3 separate regions of the Hordeum vulgare genome follow, and regions 2 and 3 are each linked to region 1. The links are chromatin contacts, called in public Hi-C maps. All regions are on one chromosome and are shown on one strand. Each heading gives the region's core, a stretch centred on a gene start, on an enhancer-like site or on the middle of the called end of the contact. The rest is flanking DNA. Distances are from core to core; before and after follow the strand shown.

The links. A called contact is a pair of places that touch in the nucleus more often than the background predicts.
Region 2: a Hi-C map of seedling shows a contact between it and region 1, with 2.4 times the contacts expected there. The contact joins the promoter of LOC123441843 here to the promoter of LOC123444208 in region 1. A contact is called at or near these places in 1 of 6 Hi-C or Micro-C datasets (seedling) and 1 of 1 datasets of contacts at active chromatin or transcription factors (embryo).
Region 3: a contact with region 1 is called in a Hi-C map of seedling, with 3 times the contacts expected there. The contact joins the promoter of LOC123444211 here to the promoter of LOC123444208 in region 1. A contact is called at or near these places in 1 of 6 Hi-C or Micro-C datasets (seedling) and 1 of 1 datasets of contacts at active chromatin or transcription factors (embryo).

Annotation. Positions count from the first base shown.
Region 1 is chr3H:450,077,256-450,080,839 of MorexV3_pseudomolecules_assembly, reverse strand. LOC123444208 (zinc finger BED domain-containing protein RICESLEEPER 2-like) reads right to left here and starts at 1,819. Exons shown (of 4, transcript XM_045120847.1): 1 at 1,606-1,819; 2 at 1-982. The coding sequence starts at 959. It also overlaps the pseudogene LOC123440136.
Region 2 is chr3H:450,490,761-450,494,344 of MorexV3_pseudomolecules_assembly, reverse strand. It overlaps LOC123441843 (mitogen-activated protein kinase kinase kinase 17-like), which reads right to left and starts at 1,773. Exons shown (of 2, transcript XM_045118050.1): 1 at 112-1,773. The coding sequence starts at 1,507.
Region 3 is chr3H:450,437,596-450,441,179 of MorexV3_pseudomolecules_assembly, reverse strand. LOC123444211 (protein PLASTID TRANSCRIPTIONALLY ACTIVE 16, chloroplastic) reads left to right here and starts at 1,828. Exons shown (of 4, transcript XM_045120848.1): 1 at 1,828-2,804; 2 at 2,896-2,964. The coding sequence starts at 1,935.

The DNA of each region.
Region 1 (3,584 bases), core at 570-3,069:
TCCAAGCTTTCTTCAACTGTGAGATTCAGAATATGTGCACAGGAGCGTACATGGAATAAATTCCCGTTTAACAGGAGAAGTCTCCTAGGCTGCATAACTCTGAGAAGCTCTGTGGCAACAATGTCACCAGCGGTGCAGTTGTCTAGCACAACAGCAGCTAGCTTCCTCTCAATACCCCACCGTTGCAACTTCTCCAGAATGAGATTGGCAATCTGACTGGCTGTAAAATGTTCCTCGACATGCACAAAGTTAAGAATTTTTTTCCTAAGTTTCCATTCATCGCCGGAATGATCAATGTAGTGGCAGGTCAAGCACAAGTAGTCCATCTGTGTACTCGATCGCCACATATCAACTGAGATGCTAACCCGGCAGGGGGTATTGAGGAGCACATCCTGCAGTTTCAGCTTCTCACTTTCAAAAATTGCCATGCTATCAGCTCTTACTATGTCATATGACACCATGCTGAACTGTGGCTGGAGATTCTTGACGAACTTTTGAAACCCCAGATCATCCACTATCGAGAACCGGTAGCCATGCTGGACAATCATACGGGCAAGGTCTTGCCGGCTGAGTTCTTGATCAAAGTGTGTGCTATCATTATCATTGTCGTCACCAGAGGCATGCCCGCCGCCGGGCTGCCCAGTGGATGTTTTGTTGTGGAGAATACGGCGTACAATCAGCTTCCGACGCTTACCGGCACGGCGCGTAGAGGTGGTGGTGCATATGGCAAGGTGGTTGCGTAGATGTGTGGTGCCTGACCGGCTGGTTGCTGTGAGCTGCTTCTTGCAGTGGTTACAGATGGCGACGCAATTGCCGTCAGCACGGCGCTCCTTAGTGAAGTCCTGCCAGACAGCAGACCGCAGCTTGCGTGCCCGTGGATTGTGCACCGCCGGCATAGACACGACCGTGGTGCTCACCGTGCCATCAACCGACACTTCCATGGCTGCCGGTGCCAGCATGGTACGGCGTATAGGCTTGCCCACTGCAGCAGGTCCAAAGAAGAAGTGTCATGAGAACAGTCCATAGTGGATAGTGTTGCACATTTTTGATCCAATAGGAAGTTGAAGGAAACGGCTCCATGTTTCCCTCTTTTGCAGAAACAAAAACGTCAAAGAAAGCTTTTGGAGACCCTCCTGAAGAAGTGGGAACCAATGGGCGATGACTTCCCATGTACTGCCCGAATAAAAATTCCTCTTCCAACTGCAACATTGCTCGTGCGTTAAGCGCACACTCGCACTACATGACGCCTGTAGCATCACAGAAATCCGGCTAAAATTTCGCGAAGTGTACATATGCAACACACAGTACGTACTACACGAACTCCCTTCACTAAAAATCCCTTTCACCTACCCCGTCCGAAGACCCAATCCCCAAAACCGCGACACAATCAGCCATGGCAAGCAAGCAAGCAAGCGATCTCGGGAATCCAGGGACTAATCGAAGCCCGGAGGGGTCGGGTCCTACTCCCGCCCCCCTTGCTCGAGCTCCAGGAAACGGGCTCCCAGGCCGGGGGCTTCAGCTACAGCTAGCGTGCGTGGCTTGGGTAAGCGGACCCGCTAAGACGGGGGAGGCGGAGAGGCAGAAGGCGGGGGGCGGGAGACTGACCTCGTCGGCGGCGAGCGGCGGTGATGGGTCGCGGGGAGGGGACCCGCAACCCGATCCGGTGGGGGCTTAGCAGATCGGAGCCGGGGCCGACGAGGCGTGGGTTGCGAGCCGCGACCCATTTCGCGAGTGCAGGGTGGTGGTCTTGTCGCCCTGGTGGGTTTCGGGTCCGCGCCTGCCCGATGGACGGCCACGATGCGGCCTCCACAGCCAGCTCGTACTACTTGGGTTAGTGGTAGCCAGGTTGGAGTAGTGGGTGTGGGTGGACCGAGGCGAGCAGTACCTGAACCCGACGTGTTGGGCCCGAACTCGGCAGAGACCACAAACGGAACGGGCTCGGTCGGACTTGCGGATCGCAGTCCGTCACGTCACGGTTTTCCTTGGAGTTCGTGTAGGATTACTGGAGTACTACCCGAACTGATCCATGGGTCGTGGCCTCCTATAAAAGGCATGTAGGTCCGTACGACTTCCCATAGAGGAAAACTTCCGATGACGACGACGACGATGACGACGATGGGGCGCAGCTTGGCGGCGGTACTTGTCGTGCTTGCCTGCCTCGTTTCCCTCGCATCGGCCCAGCAGATCAAGACGACGGACACGCGGTGGAGCTACCGTCTGCCGCTGCCCGACGGCGTCAGCGGCGCCGAGAGCCTCGCGTTCGCCGGCAAGGACCGGGTCTACACGGGCGTCTCCGACGGCCGTGTTCTCAAGTGGGGCGGGAGCGCCGCCGGCTGGAGCACCTTCGCCTACAATGCCAATTACAGGTCGGTGTAATGAACATCTAAACACCGTGTTTATACTAGATCGACCGTGATTATTATAAGTTAACTTAATATACGTGCGGCGTACGTACACGTGCTCTTGTGTGTAGGAAAATCCCATTGTGCTCGGATTCTGGGGTGCCGTCGGAAGAGAAGGAGAGCATATGCGGGCGGCCGCTGGGTGTCGGGTTCTACAGGAAGACCGGCGAGCTCTACATCGCCGACGCCTACTTGGGGCTCATGAAGGTCGGGCCGGACGGCGGCGAAGCCCAGGTGCTAGCCACGGAGGCGAACGGTGTTCCCTTCCACTTCCTCAACGGCCTCGACGTCGATCAGGCCACCGGCGACGTCTACTTCACCGACAGCAGCGCCAACTACCCCCGGAGGTACTGTACCCTACACGCCCGATCTTCACGCCTTAAATCCCTAAAATCTTTTGTAACATGAACCCAGGGGATCAGATGACGAATCAGTGTGCATGCGTGTGCAGGTTTAACGCCGAGATCATCATGAACGCCGACGCGACCGGCCGCCTGCTCAAGTACGACGCGCGGACGAAGCTCGTCACGGTGCTCAAGACGGACCTGCCGTACCCGAACGGCGTCGCGCTCAGCCGCGACACGTCGCAGGTGGTGGTGGCACACACGGTGCCGTGCCAGGCGTTCAGGTACTGGCTCCAGGGGCCCAAGGCCGGGCAGTACGAGCTCTTCGCCGACCTGCCGGGGTACCCGGACAACGTGAGGCGCGACGGGCAGGGCGGCTTCTGGGTGGCGCTGAACCAGGAGAAGGCGCGGCTGAACGCGACGGCGGCTCCGGTGAAGCACTTGGTCGGCGTCCGTCTCGGCGCCGACGGCGTGGAGGTCGAGGAGCTCACGGCCGCCAGGGGCGTGACGCTCAGCGAGGTGGCCCAGGAGAGCGGCAACAAGCTGTGGCTGGGTTCCGTCGAGCTTGATTACATAGGCGTCCTCGTTTGATGGATTATGCGTTAGCGCCTTGGACTAGAATTAGAACGGGGTCGTTAGTTTTTTCAAAAGGAACTGTTTTTCTTTTTAACTGATACGCGGTCGTTAGTGGTTGCCTTATCGAGTTACTAGTAGAGTTAAAGGTCATGGCTTCGTATGATTTCAGGGCTTACCATCTGTGAAATCTGCTTGCTTTGCTTAAGGTTTTTTCACACGTTTTTCTTTCTGCCCTTCGACTTTCCGTATGCATTTCATACCA
Region 2 (3,584 bases), core at 524-3,023, 410 kb before region 1:
ATCACCGCTCTTCTTTACTGCGTGGCGTGGTTAACTTATCTACTGTAGTCGTGGAAGATTTTTGTTGCGGGTTCGAGCGTAAACAAGTCCCGCACCGTTTTGTCCACGCACGGGTAGAAATAAAATTTCTCAGCACGTACCCCAGAACTATCAGAACGGGCCCAGAGCAGAGCGGGAACGGAAGGGAGAGACTGTCGAAACGGCGCGGGGGGTTTTGTGGGAAACGAAACTTTTCTATTGCAACGATTCGATTACGATTATTACTATTACAGGGTGTACGCGATGATGAAAGTACATCTCCATCTGAAACCGAACACGCTTCGATCTGACGGCGGTCGGCTGAAGGATCAGCGGCCAGGATGATGCCGTCACCGAAAGGCTCGTCCTCTGCATCAGGTTCATCACTTGAAAGGGTGCCGACGACAGCTACGCCGTCAGCTGGCACCGCCGGGGACGGGGACCCGAGCACTTTGCTTGGCGCCCTGCTGGACACGTCAGCCGCCTCCTTGCTTGCTGCTGGCGAATCGCGGAGCACGTCGGTCCAGCCCTCGTCGGAGTCCCAGTCCGGCAGCGCCGAGGCGGAGCACGACAATGACTTGATCCTCTCCGACGGGCTCTCTGACAACACCTCCTCTTCCTCGTCTTCGTCTTCGGTCTCCGACTCCCAGAATGCGGCGTCCAGCGTGCTCTTGGGTGACACCCACCTGGCCTTGGCCTCTCCGGCCTGCTGCAATGCCACGAACGGGTGCTCCAGGAGCTGCGCCGCCGTGCACCGGTCGCGGGCGCTCCTCGCGAAGCACGCGGCGAGGAAGCTCTTGGCGTCCGCCGACAGCCACGCGGGCACCTCCGGCACTGCGTCCGTGTACCCAATCCTGTGGACGGCGGCAAGGACGTTGTCCATCTCGCTCCAGGGCGCGCGCCCGGTGGCCATCTCGACGACCGTGCAGCCGAGGGCCCACACGTCGGCGGCCGGGCCCTGCTCCTCCCCTCGCGCCACCTCGGGGGCCATGAACGCCGGCGTGCCTCCGATCGGCCGCGGCGAACCGACGGCCCTCGCGCACCCGAAGTCGGCCATCTTGGCGCGCCCGTCGGCGCCGATCACCACGTTCCTCGGCTTGACGTCGCCGTGCACGACCGACTCCCCGTGGATGTACGCCAGCCCGCGCAGGACGTCGGCCGCGTACGCCCGGACGGCGCGCTCCTCCAGGCGGCCCCCATTCCTCGCGACCTCGTCGGCGAGCGACCCGCCGGGGGCGAACTCGAGGAAGAGGTGGTACGAGCCGTCGCGGGCGCCGCCGCCGCCGATGCAGGCCACGACGTGCGGCGAGCAGAGCCCGGACAGTATCCCCTGCTCCCGGCTCAGCTGCGCCGCGTCGGCCCCGCGCGCGGACTTGACCGCGAACAGCTCCCCCGACGCGCCGTCGGCCGCCAGCGAGACCACGGCGCCCGACGCGCCGCAGCCGAGGGTGCGCAGCCGCGTCCAGTGCCCGCTCACGGCGATCGCCATTCTTGCGTGTGTGAGTATGTGTGGTTGCTCTGGAATGCGGTGATCTTCTTCTTGTTGTTGGTCTGGAATGCGTTGGCGTTGGGTGGGCTGTGGTTGCGCGCGTTTATATATCCGTGGAAGCGGGTTAGGAGGGGAAGGGGAAGGAGAAGACGACTTGGAGATAATTGGGTGGGGATTAGATTAGGGGGCCGATCGGGGAAGGTGTTTGGTGTCTCGTGTGTCAATGCTCAACTTGGCCAGGCAGAACAGAAAGCGTGGGATGTGCGTCCGACCCACGCGCGGCAATTGGACGCTGTTTTTTTTTTCTTCCATTCTTCTCTCCTTCTTTCTTTTCTCGTGCGCGCGCGCGTGCGTGGGTGGGAACGCGCGGCGTCAATCAACCGACGGGCGCCAGTCGCACATGCCGCCGTCAAATGCATCGCCTCTGCTCGCTCGCTCGCCAGTCGCCACCAATGGCACTTGGCGCATGCATCCCACTGTCTTTTTTTTTTCCAACCGAGCGGATCGATCTCCTCGTTTTGTTTTGGTGGCGGTGCGGCAATACAATATGCCCCCTCTGCGTTCAGCGTGTTTTCGGGAAGAAAACTGAGAACGAGGAACACGAGATATGCCAGGATTGCAGAACCGCCAGCGTGATCCCACTCTGCATTCTATAACGGGGACGTCATCCTCGTGATTTCCATGTGATTAAATGGGATTCACGAGCGTCGGTATATAGAGGGGAGGGCAAAAATAGGCTTTTATTTTTTCCAGAGAAAAGAGCCAGAATAGTCGCAGGTACTGGTGCATGTGAAGCACGAGTGTGTTACGTGGTACTACTTACATTAGAGTCTGTCAGGTCGGGTCAGCCGCGCGATGCGACGGCCTCCTCTAACCTAATGAATCCGCGGCTGGCGCCGGTTGAGGTCGTTAATTTTCGGGTCAGTGCAGTTGATCAGCTGAGCCCAATTAAACCAGCGGTGCCGTGCCGTGCCGCCGCACCGGTCAAGATTGGACGTGCAACACCCCGTAGGCCGTAGTGGGCTAGTGGCTGCTGCTTCTCGGTCAGAGGCGATCGGATCAACTGCCGAGAAAGCTAAATGCCGCGGCACCGGTGGCTGGTGATTCGGCTCGCATCGGGAGGGAAGGACTTCATTCTCTTCTCTGTGTTTCCGTGTAATAATAATGATCGTGTAGGCGTGTCAGGAGAGAAGCCGAGGTCAACGCGAGCGTGCGTGCGCCCGAAAGGGGCTTTGGGTTTGGGTGCGTGCTTTGACTTTCACACTGTGGCCTGTGAGTCTGCGACACACTGATGGTATGTCATCGGAGTAAGCAGAGGTTTGCTCCACCAAACCCACCCTCGAACCTGGTAGGTATGCATGCTTGGCTTCTAGGAGTACTACCACTATGCACTCAAGCAATATCCCCAAGTGATTGTGCCGACGACTGAGAGGAAACCAAATTTGGGTCAAGATTCAAGATAAGACCGGAGGTACAATGTGACCCATTCCTCCAAGAGTTGGTGCCTCTCACCCAACACTGCCTGTGCCGCCGTGCCAGTAGTGGTTTGCAGCCGTGTACGTATACGTACATTGCGGCAGTGGATTCAACCGCTGTCACCTACTTACTAATGCCAGCAGCCGGTTGAGGCTGTGCAAATTGGCAATGCACTCGGCCACTGTCTGCACCTAGTGGCAATGCCAAGTAGTAGTAGTAGGAGTAAGTACAGTACAGTAGTAGTTTCAGGCTGTGCGAACACACTGTGCTCATATCTTTATCCTCCGTTCCTAGCTGGCCTCCTCGTCCCCTGCGATGCGTGGCTCGGGTTCGATCGTGCAGGAGCAGTCGATTCCCTGTCTGTCTCCCCCGACCGAAAAGGAAACCCCAGCGCGCGCACTGGCATGGTGAGTTCTTGCGGCGGCCGGCCGAAAAGGACCAGGCCGGGCCGCAATCTGAGCTCTGGGGTATGCGTCAGATGCACCGCTCCTTCCATTCCGCGGCGAGCATGGAGAATTGGAGATGCCGGCGCCCTGTCGGTCCCTCTCTCTCTCTTCCTCTTGCTCGATCCATCTGGGACGGGAACGGTGGTGGTGGTGGT
Region 3 (3,584 bases), core at 579-3,078, 360 kb before region 1:
ATACAGATTGATTGATGAGACTCTAGCAATAACAACAACAATCAGTAACAAGCTACATCTCTATTCTCTATCTAAATGTGCATTATCTAGTAGCATCATACGTCATACAAGAAGCACCATACATCTATCAAAATGTGCAACAATCACTGTCCCTCCCTCCCCCTCTCTCTATCATCTCTCTGCTTTCTCTCTCTTCCTCACCTATCTCTCTTGGTTTTCTCCATAAGAGCAAATCAGCATCGAACCCCTATCTCTCCTCTGTTCTCTCTCTATATATCAGCAGCGCCAACAACAGATCCAGCAAGTCCTCTATCTAAATATGTGTCAATTAGCGTCTCTCTCTGCTCTCTATCTCTCATCGTTGTGCTCTCTCTCTCTCTTCCTCACCTATCTCTATCTCTCAAGCAGCAGCGCCCAACATGCCACCTCTCTCTCCCTAAAGCAGAAGTACATCCCTTCAAGTGCCTCCCCGCCTTCAACCACGACATCGCTGCCACCACCCCTCTATCCAATCGTCGGCGGCGCCAACACAACCTCCCCTAGATTCTCTAATTGCTTGGATGTGAAAGAAAATTGAAGGAGGAACGAACCTGCACTGGTCGCTGGGTCGAGGACAACACCTCCTCTGTGTCGCCCGCCAAACCACCGCCTGGCCGTGGCACCACCGGCAATGGCCCGACGCCATGCTGCTCCGCCCGAGCCCCGGCGAGGCGGCCCTCCATCCCCGGAAGTGAGCATGCCGGCCACCATATCATCCTCCGCCCCGACGCATCGGCCAAAGCAAGCACGCCGACCGCCTTATCGTCCTCCACCGTGATGCCTCACGCCCATTCCCGGCTCCTTCGGCGCAAACGCCAAGGCCTGCCACGACGCCTCGCCCCATCCCGGGCTCGGACGGTGCGTACACGCGCCGCGAGCTCGCCCTCGTTCCGGCCAAGGCCACCTTTGGCGACTTCATGTCCTCCGTGCTCTCCCCGGCCGACCTCACCGCGCCCCCGCTCGCAGCCGAGCCGCTCGACATAGGCATCACCACCGTCGAATCTGCGCGGGGGATTTGCGCGGAGGACACGAATGGGAGGCATCGAAGGGAGGAGGAGAAGTGGGCGGTACAGCCGCTGCGCAGACGATATGCTCCGGTGTGGCAGAGTTTGGTGACGGGATGTGGGTGGGAGTTGTGGGGCGGGATGTGGGTGGGGGTCGTGGGGGCGCCGGGCGGGTTGATCTGCTAGTTTCCTGGGTTTTTTTGCGTTGATTTTTCAATAGAGCGGGAAGGGAGGAGAGGTGGAAGGGAGGTCTGACGTGGGACGAGGCCGATTCTTTTACGAAGGATTCGTTCGAGGCGTGCGTGCGTGGGTGTGTTTGATGTCAACCATTTTGTTTTGACCACGAGGTGGGGAGGTAGAGGGTGTTTTTTTTCATGTGAACCGGATTGGTTTTTGGAGGGATGGGGAAAAAATCGGTGGGAAAAAATCGGTGGAACGCAAGTGCTAGCGAGGGGATCTGTGGGTCGAACCATCACGACGGCAGATCCCTTTAATAGTAGAGATTAGTGTTTGATTCTGTACTGTGTTAAAAAACAATTTTAGTAAATTTGTAACCAATTTTGTTCGATGGGACCTAATAATTTCACTGATCTATTATAAGCCATTTTTTAATCAAAGATTCTAGTATTATGAACCTGGTTTGAGTAAAAAACATGCGATCTTCGCTGTGGGTCCGAGGATATGGACGTGGCGCGTGCTGACGGCCAGCGATTCCCCGCGAAGGAGATAAAGGGTGGCCTACATGGCCTCCCGCGATAGGCTCCTTCTCCACCTCCCCCAATCCAGACATGCCATCCCCAGCGCGCGCTACCCATCGCCACCTCTTCCTCATCTCACGGCGCCCATGCCCACCACCTGTTCGACCTCGTGACGCCAGCCTGACAGCCCGCCATGCCGCCCGCGCTCACCTCCAACCCCCCTTCCTTCCGCCCCTTATCCTCACCACTCCGGCGCCGCGCCCCATCCTTTCTCTGCCGCGTCGGCGGCGGCAAGCCTGGGGCCGATGAGGAGGCCAAGAAGAATCCCTTCTTTGTCGACTTCAGCGGCAAGTTTACGGACGCCAAGTCACTGATACCGGCCTTCCCCTCGCCGGGAACAGGCTCGCTGTTTGCTGGTGGGAGGGGAAAGAAGGACCAACAGACGGTGTTCGTCGCGGGCGCCACGGGGCAGACGGGTGTCCGCATTGCACAGACGCTGCTGCGGCAAGGTTTCGCCGTGCGCGCCGGGGTTCCAGACCTCGAGTCGGCGCAGGAGTTGGCCCGGCTTGCCGCCGCGTACAGACTCATTTCACCCGCGGAGGCACGCCGGCTCAACGCGGTGAAGTCGGATTTCGATGACACTGAGGCGATTGCCAAGTCCATCGGCCCAGCGGCCAAGGTGGTGATCACAGTCGGCCCGGTCGAGAAGGGATTAGAGGGCGGACCGGTCACTACCGAAGATGCGCTCCGGGTAGTGCAGGCTGCGGATCTCGCCGGCGTGGCACATGTCGTGGTGGTTTACGACGAGGGCGCCGGTGGCGTCAATGGAGCTTCCACGAACAGTGTGCTTAATGGGTTCACGTCTTTTTTCTCGAACCTGTTCTCCCGCGCGCAGACTCTGCCGCTAAGTGAATTTTTGGCCAAGGTGGTGGAGACCGATGTCAACTACACGCTAGTCAAGGCGTCACTCACTGAGGACTACGACCCTGAGAGCTCATATGGGCTGGTCCTGGCCAAAGAGGGTTCGTCCAGCACGGCGACTTCCTCCACCGACACTGGCAAGGTAGTTTAAAGCTGTGATAGTGCAATGCAGCCCACATGAAGGTTTGTGTTGTTGACTGTAATTATATGCATTGATTTGTGTGTTGTGGTAGGTGTCCAAGTTGCAGATTGCTTCCCTTGTGGCTGATGTTTTCTCCAACATTGAGATCGCAGAGAACAAGGTACTGATACTGAAACTTCACACACAAAGACATTCCTTATTTGTTTTTTGATAGGCAATTCAATCCAGGGTTCTGTCATAGTTTCATGAGGAACTCTATCTATTAGTACCATCGCATGGGATTTTCATGCTTAACTAGAATCCGTTTCCTTACATCGACTGTTTGGTTATCAAATTTCATGAAAGGTGTTATTGATAGAAACATGGAAAATATGCAGAAAAGATCATGCAGTATACATTACCTTGCAGCACAATTTTGCACCGCATCCCAGTTTTGCACTATTGTTCTAATTTCACAATCATTTGTACTGACTGCATACTTTGGGCAGTAAAAATGGTGCACTGCTTTCGAGTTTATGTCTGATGAGGCACAATGCATCATTCTGAGGCAGAACAAGTAGTGAAGCGAAGGCAATTCAAAAATACTGTAAAATAATTATCCCGCCACCAATTGCAGTAGAACAAACATAGGTGGCGCTATTCTAAGCGAGAGCGCAAAATTCTTATTCTGCGTTTCAGATAGAACAACGGCTTCTGAGACCAATGAACCACCCACCTTTGCTTACATCAACAGTAAATTTTGTATTGTCATGTCGTAAAAGTGTGGCGAACAAATTATGA